Linked DNA regions of Mus musculus: region 1 is linked to region 2. A link is a contact called in public HiChIP or PLAC-seq data. All regions are on one chromosome and are shown on one strand. Each heading gives the region's core, a stretch centred on a gene start, on an enhancer-like site or on the middle of the called end of the contact. The rest is flanking DNA. Distances are from core to core; before and after follow the strand shown. Region 1 overlaps Egflam (EGF-like, fibronectin type III and laminin G domains). Region 2 holds the start of Rictor (RPTOR independent companion of MTOR, complex 2).

Region 1 (3,663 bases), core at 434-2,933, 590 kb before region 2:
TGCAGTCTTTAGGTCCCCCAAAAGCACCTTAGACAGAAGTCAAGGGGTCTCTGTATTCGCTTGGAAGATAACTATATTTTTCCTTTTGGCAAGTGAAACCTGACACCATCTTCATAAATCAATGGCAACTCCAAACCATGGGGACAAAGCAGTTCTTGGGACTTTTGTCCCAGCGCCACCACTGGGCTGCCTTTTCTAATCCCATCACAATTGTACATATGTCAAATAGAAGCTGAGCAGAAATTATCACAGTGACTGATTTTCATCACTGGGTTCTCTCAGTTAACATTTTAATAACGAGGTACATGTGAAAATACCATACTTACTACTTAGGTTATTTCTGTCAACATAGTGTTTGTGACCATACGTCTAAATTTATGCACTTAAAACCATTCTAAGAAGGGGGTACACAGGCTTTGTCAGACAGTCACCGTGGCATAAGAAGGTTAAAGACCACACTTTAGGTCAGGAATTGGCAGGCCTTTTCTTGAAAGGCTAGAAATCATATTGGCTCTGTCAGCAATCCAAGGTCTCTCTCAGACACTCTGTTCTACCATTGTTCTAGGAAGGCAGCTGTGAACTTTAAGACTTCAGTGAGTGTTGTTCCCATAAAGGGTGACAGCTGGGTTTTCTTGACCATTGGCTTAGAATATCCTGTTGTTCCTAATATATTTTAATTTACTCAAACACCCTAGGGAAGTCTACTATTGCCATCTACTTATACTAGCCTGTATTATAAATTAATGTGTTCCCATCATGGGTAAGATATTTAGAGACAAATAAGCTATGTCATGAGGGATGTAGAGTCTGGAAGGCTGAATGGCACAGCAGGGCTGAGGACATGGCCTCTGGGGAATGCTTTCTTGGCATCCAAACTTATTTTTAATCTCAAAAGTTGTAATTGACAGATCAAAGTTGCACATATTTGTGGGTGACCCAGTTCTGAAGGCGTCTGAGCAGGCTTCTTAAGGTAGCGAGGAAAGACACATCAGGGATGCTGCAGAAGCAGGGAGGGAGCAATGTGAAAGGGTTAGACTAGAGGAAGCCACTTAAGCAATGGCTTAGAGGCAAGAAGAAACTGTTCCTGGAATTGCTAAGAAAGCCTGGAGCGATGTGTGGGGAGAGGAGTAAGCGGGAGTCAGACCAAGGAAGGCATTAAGAAAGAGTTCACTTTTTATCCTGAAGGGAAAAGGAAACTGCAGAAAAGTTTTAAGGAGGAGAGCAATTTCGGTATTAGCACTTTTGAAAGACCATGGAGACTTCTCAAGGAATGCAGAGAGGAACAGGATAAAGTCCCAATGATCGTTGAGCTTTCAGTCTAGAGAAACAGAAAAATGAAAGAAACCACATCCAAAGGTGATCATCAGTGTACCGGCTGCATTGGGTTCAAGGCACCAGGAGATTTTTAGAGAAGCCCATGACACTGGCACCTGAGCTGGTGCTCATGAAGTGGGAAGTGGGAGATGCTCTTAAGCCAGCAGCGAATTCAGTGTCCCTCAGCAAGCATTAAATGTTAAATCGGAGGAACCACCATGGTTTGAAAGGGACCACAAGTATCTGATGGCACTATGTATTTGGTCTACTTTACCTTAGGCCAACAGGGCAACCTCCACTCTCCAGGCCATTCTGTATGTGTTACCACATCACCACATCTCCTGGAGGGTGGCTTCCTGCTCCACCCAAATCTACTCTCAAAAGTATTTCCCTAGTGTGATGTCAGTACCTTGAGCCCAGTTTCCTAGTTAGTGTCTGTAGGATGTTTAAGCTTCACCTCTATCTCAGCTTCAAGGACGCCAGTTCTCAGATTATGAAAGATGACAGATTGGAAGGTATTTGGACCCATTGAGGAGGTCCTGACCTACCATTTTTTCAAAAGAAAAATACAGTAGAATAACAAAGAAAAATATGAGACGGTATCCAAAAGGGCATAAGCAGGGGTTGTGAAACTTGTTTCGGGGTGTATGTGTGTGTGTGTGTGTGTGTGTGTGTGTGTGTGTGTGTGTGTGTATTACAGTGCCCAGTGCTTATCTTTCTGTGACTCATAGAAAAAAAATCCTCTGAATCAATGCGGTTTGAGGTCAGAGGCTCCCTACCCTGTTCTAGAAGTTGCTTTTTACTTAACCTTCCACAATTGATGGCCACCTTCCTCTGTTTCTATGCAGCCATTGCTGCAGGGGCCATCCGTCCCAAGGCATACATACACCTTTATTCCTAAGCACTCCAACTGACACCAGGTTTCCCTTCTAATGTCTCTTTAAGAAGCCATTGACTATCTTACTCCCATGTGTAATACTCAAAAGTGTTTACACCCTCATCACAGGATGCAGTCTTGTCTCTTTCCTAAAGACATTGCCCCTATATCTTGTGCATTCAAGCCAAGCAATGCCTACCCTTTGAACTCAGCCTCTAATGGTCAAGGACTGGCTGGGTCAGTGGTTCTCAACCTGTGGGTCCCGACCCTGTTTGGAGGGTCAAAAGACCTTTTCAAAAGGATCAAATATCAGATATACCATGTATCAGATATTCCCATTACGATTCATAACAGCAAAATTACAGTTATGAGTTAGCAACAAAAATGACTTTATGGTTGGGGGTGACCACAACATGAAGAACTCCAAAAGGCCCCAGCGTTAGGAAGGTAGAGACCCACTGTGCTGACTGATCAACATAGAAAACCACTCTCTGCTGTGTTCTGAGCAGTGGGCCTTTTCTACAGCAGATGGCCTCCGAGTTCACAGTGGGCATGTGAGTACACTGAAAGTCCATTTTAGTGCCTTTTCTGCTGTAGGTTCTTTCACTCAGGGTTTTGCCCCTTTCGTTTATTGGATTGACTTTCTTAAAACTTAACATGAGATTTTTTTCCTAGATGTATGATTACATTTCCCTTAAGTTGGCTTTGCCCTTGCACTGAAGTCATTTTGAATTTTGATTCTGTCACACACCTTATGAAGAGTGTCTTAGTTAATCTTACTATTGCTGTGATGAAACTCCATTACTAAAGCAAATTGGGAAGGAGAGGGTTTATTTCACTCATAGTTCTGTATAACAGCTCATCATCAAAGGCAGTCAGGACAGGAACTCAAGCAGGGCAGGAACCTGAAGGCAGAAGGAGATGGAGGGCCATGGAAGAGTGCTGCTTACTGCCTTGCTCCTCATGGCATGCTCAGCCTGCTTTCTTATAGAACTGAGAACCACCAGACCAAGGGTAGCATTACCCACAAAGGACTAGAACTCCCTGATCAACCACTAATTTAGAAAATGCCCTACTGGCTTGCCTACAGCCTGAACTTATGGAGGCATTTTCCTCCTCACTTGAGTCCCTGATGAGCTTGTGTCAAGTTGACATAAAACCAATGGTACAGAGAATCCATGTCCCAGACAAATATCTGTATCCCCTAAAATTCTTTGGATTTTAAAAATAGGACTCCTTTTTTTCCTTTTGAGTTCAAACTACTGAAATCTTTGTTGATGTTTTTAACTTGGCCATACCTTCTTTATCTGAGAATTCTTTCCACTGCCATGTACCTTTTCTTCGTCTTAACCACTTATATTGTTCTTGGAACCCTACCCCTGACACACACACACACACACACACACACACACACACACACACACACACACACTCACACTCCTTTTTACCCATTTGAACTTTTCTGAGACACA
Region 2 (3,844 bases), core at 857-3,356:
AACATAACATTGTCTAAGCATTTTACGTAACCCTAGAAACAGCTGCTCATCACATAGCCGTTTAAGTCAAGTCTTAGAGAACTGATGATTTTCAATCGTACCCACTGATTTGTCTTCCCGAGTTCCTATTGAAGTGAGGCAAGTTTCATATAAGCTTGTATATAAGCTTTTCTACCATCCCAAATTCTGACAGCCTCCACAAAAATATATAAAGAAGATTAACAAAATCCCACATCTGAACAGGTTTATACTGTAGGTACTAGGCTCTAGTTAACCAAGAGGTATCTTCACACAGTTTCTCCGTTACCAATTAAATCAGTGGCGAACTACATGGTTAGAAAAGCACGATGCAAAATCTCAGGTCTGAATTATGATACTCAGAACCGCTGTCTGGAAAACCTACTTTGTATACATTTTTCAGGTATATATTAAGTTTACAAATTTGAAAAAAAAAAACAACTAAAGCTTGACCTTTTTTCTATAGTGTTTCTGAAAGCTGGTTAATGGTAAGAGTGTTCCAGATCACTGATGTAGTCGCCATCTCTAGGACTGACACACCACTGCACTGGATCTTTAAAGAGGTTCCCCTTTGAAAGGGCTCCTTTACTCAAAACAGCTTCCTAAACTATCAGAACCAAATGCTAAACAACAAACACGTGTTCATGAAACTAAATCAAAACTAGTCTTTCAGTCTACACAGAAGGATTCTTACAATACAAAAACCGAAACAGAACTGAATTACGCAGTCAATACAGAGATGGGTCCCCCAAATCCCACATCCACCAAATAACTTTATACGACGGTCACTACATACAGGGTGGGTGGGGGAACCAAATTCATGTCGTATATACAATGTTTACGACTGTTCTTGTCTTGTTTTAACGTCCTAAGGTGTTTCACGGATCTCAAAAAGTGATTCCGTAACAGCAGAACTAGTTAAGTTACACTCCACTCCAGCGCTGTGGAGTCGGACCGTCCGGAATCTGTAGACCCAACTCCTGTTTAAGGAGGCAGAGAACGGACTGATGCTTCGGCGAGATACTGGGAGATGAAACACCAGCCCGGGGGCCGGTGACCGAAGCAAGAAAATACCGATCGTTCGCCGGGTGCGGTTCTTAAAAACAAAACACACGCGGGGCTCGCCCTGCTGGGAAAGGTGTAAACAAACCCAGCTCTCCTCCACTGCAGCCACAAGGTACACAATGAAGCGGCGGCCGAGTGAGGGGGCGGGCGGTCTCCAGCCAACTACAGCCCCAGCGGGCCCGGGAGACGGGAAGCGAGCAGCAGGGAGCTGCGGCGTGAACCAGACACTTAGCAGTCATCACGGGCTCTCCGGGTTCTCAAAAAGCTGCGGGGACCCCCCCCACCCCACCCAAGAGGATCCCACGGGCAGGGAAGAGCAGTCCCGCAGTGAGCAAGAAGCCGGCAGGGTCCAGCATCTGCTCTTGGGGGGAACGGGGAGGGCAGGATGTGGTCGCTCTTCCCACAAACATCCTCCAGCAACCTAAATAACAACCTCTACCTTGCTCCCCCACCCACCCCGTCCAAGGCCGCCCCCGGGATCCGGAGGTGGGGGGACCCGGGAGCGGACGGAGGGGGGACACACACGCGACCGAGCCGGCCGGGGAGCTCCGCAGCCGCCCGAGGCCCCGGAGCGGGCTCAGCCCCCCGGGCAACCCGGGCCACCCGGGCGCGGGGCAGGGGGATGGGCGCGGGCTCGGCCCCTCGCTGCCCCGCGCGGCTCGCCTGCCAGCCCGCCCGCCCGGCTGCCCGCGCCTCCCCGGCGGCCGCGGCGGCCCGCGTTACCTCGGGTCAGATCGAGCGGGACGTTCTCCTCGCCGCTGTCATTCCGCCCTGTGCGAGACAAGACACACAACCCCAGTTAGAATCCATCGCAGGCCGGCGGCGCCCGACGCCCCGCTCGTCTTCCCCGTCCAACCTCACCCCACCCCATCCCCAGGCCCGGAGCAAAGCCGAGCGCCGCGACCCGTGACCCGCACCGGGTGAGGCGAGCGAGGGCGGCGAGCGGGCTTACCTCGTATTCGGAGGTTCTTCAGAGAGCGGCCGCGGCCGATCGCCGCCATATTGACGGGTTTCAGTCACAACACCGGAAACCTCGCCCGATCGCGCGAGAACCCCCTTCCCCTCCCCGCGCGCCGTTCCCGCCCCCTCCGCCCCCCTCCCGCGGCAGCGCCCCCGCCCCTCGGCACGGAGGCTCGCCCGCGGGCGCCGAGCAACGCGCCGCCGCCTGTGCCGACCCGCATTGGGCGGTGGGATGCGACCCCCGGCGGGGGGACACGGGCAGGGCGTCGGGGCGCAGGCGTGGTGGGAGGCGCAGTTCCCACGGGGGGGGGGGGCGCCCATTGATGTGGCCCGGGACTCTGGGCGCGCGCGCGGCGGAGGTCGGGATGCGGGCGGGCCACCTGCTGGCCCGCCCCGCCGCACTCCCCGCGTGGCTTTAAAGCCCGTTTCCTTACTCATCGGCTAAAATTGTTACCATTATTTTTATTATTATTATTAAAAGAGAGGGTGGGGTCCGGGAAAAAGGCGCGCGGCGCACAGTTAGGAATGTCGCTTTGATCCTTTTCCCAGAACCGCGGCGCCCCGAGTGAACACGTAACAAAGTTTGTTTTCCACCCACGCTCTGACCATTGAGCTAAGCGGCTTCGCGCTTGATCACAGGCAAAGCCGCTCGCCGCCGCCGCCGAGAGCTGGGCGGCAGGGCGGAGGTTTGCTTTCGGTCCGCCGGGCATCCGACGTGCAAGGAGTGCAGAAAGCGGGCGTGCAGGGCGCTCGCCCGAGCGCGGGACTCTTTCCCCGGCGCGCGCCAGCGCCTGGAGGCCCGGGACAGGGTTTCCTCTCCCGGAGCCCGGGGAGGAGGCTGGGCGCCTCGTCCTGGCTTTCTGTTACTCCTACATCACTGGCTGATGCCGATGTCGAGGATCGATGTTTTTAATGCGGACTAGTCACAAGGATTAGTTTACGGGTTTCTAGAAGCGGGTTAGTACGCACTCATTTGGCCCTTAACCCAGCAACTCTCTTAAGCTAGATTACTTTAATGAGAGGATATTTTGTCTCCTCCTATTCCTCACCTCTCTCTTCCAGACTTAAAAGTCCAAAGTGGAGATCTTGCCTTAACCACTTAGTTTTTAGTACAGACGTCAAAAACGAGTATCTGTTAGTGTAAACCTTCAGCTCCTTTTGTTCTAATAATGTTCTAAATAATAATAATGTTCTCACTAAAAAAAAAAAAAAAAAAGCAAACCAAAACCTCTCTAAAATCAAAAAGAAAAATAAAAAAATATTAGAAAGACTCTCCGTGTTAATAATAGTGAGCAATTGTAGACTTGAAAGCCCAAAGGTAGAAATTATGCAAATGTAATTTAAAATGACTTTGTTGATCCAGTATATTAACAGAGTGGTATTAAGTAAGCAATTACAGATTTCCTTTACTCATAAATGCTTGAAATACATATAAAATTCAAATGGTTCATTATAAAATACTTTTACAAGCATTATATAAGGAAAAAAATCCAAGATGTGTATCTGAATGTAAACTACTATTCCCCTTTCAATTGTGGGATCATGCCTGCATATTTTCTTCTTGCTTGGTCACCTACAACCAATAGTTGTGGTTGGACTTTTAACCAATAGTCGATCTATGACAGTTGTAGAAGCAACAAAAGTTTTTAAAAGAAAAATAAAGAAACACCAGGAAAATAAACTTGAATTGCTGCTCTCTTGGGGTACTACCCCATATCTCAGGATGAAGTCTGCATTCTGGCATCTGCTGCCCTGTTGCACTTAGCTTTAAGGATCTAACACAATTACAGTGCTTTAAAGA

What was found. HiChIP or PLAC-seq counts read pairs in DNA pulled down with a chosen protein or histone mark.
Region 1: an HNF4G HiChIP or PLAC-seq map of pancreatic cancer cells shows a contact between it and region 2. The contact joins the enhancer-like site here to the promoter of Rictor in region 2. A contact is called at or near these places in 3 of 39 promoter capture datasets (the 3T3-L1 cell line and liver) and 3 of 115 datasets of contacts at active chromatin or transcription factors (embryonic stem cells, pancreatic cancer cells and stem cell-derived neural progenitor cells).

Annotation. Positions count from the first base shown.
Region 1 is chr15:7,296,176-7,299,838 of GRCm38.p6, reverse strand. The region is part of intron 5 of Egflam (EGF-like, fibronectin type III and laminin G domains); the gene reads left to right. Among named protein-coding and RNA genes, the nearest start is that of Egflam, 100 kb to the left of the region's middle. Within about 2 kb of position 1,683, at least 3 of the 459 cell types and tissues checked have an H3K27ac peak or open chromatin away from gene starts, as enhancers often do. A contact at or near this core is called in pancreatic cancer cells, where this site is marked.
Region 2 is chr15:6,706,643-6,710,486 of GRCm38.p6, reverse strand. Rictor (RPTOR independent companion of MTOR, complex 2) reads right to left here and starts at 2,106. Exons shown (of 38, transcript NM_030168.3): 1 at 2,036-2,106; 2 at 1,807-1,854. The coding sequence starts at 2,084.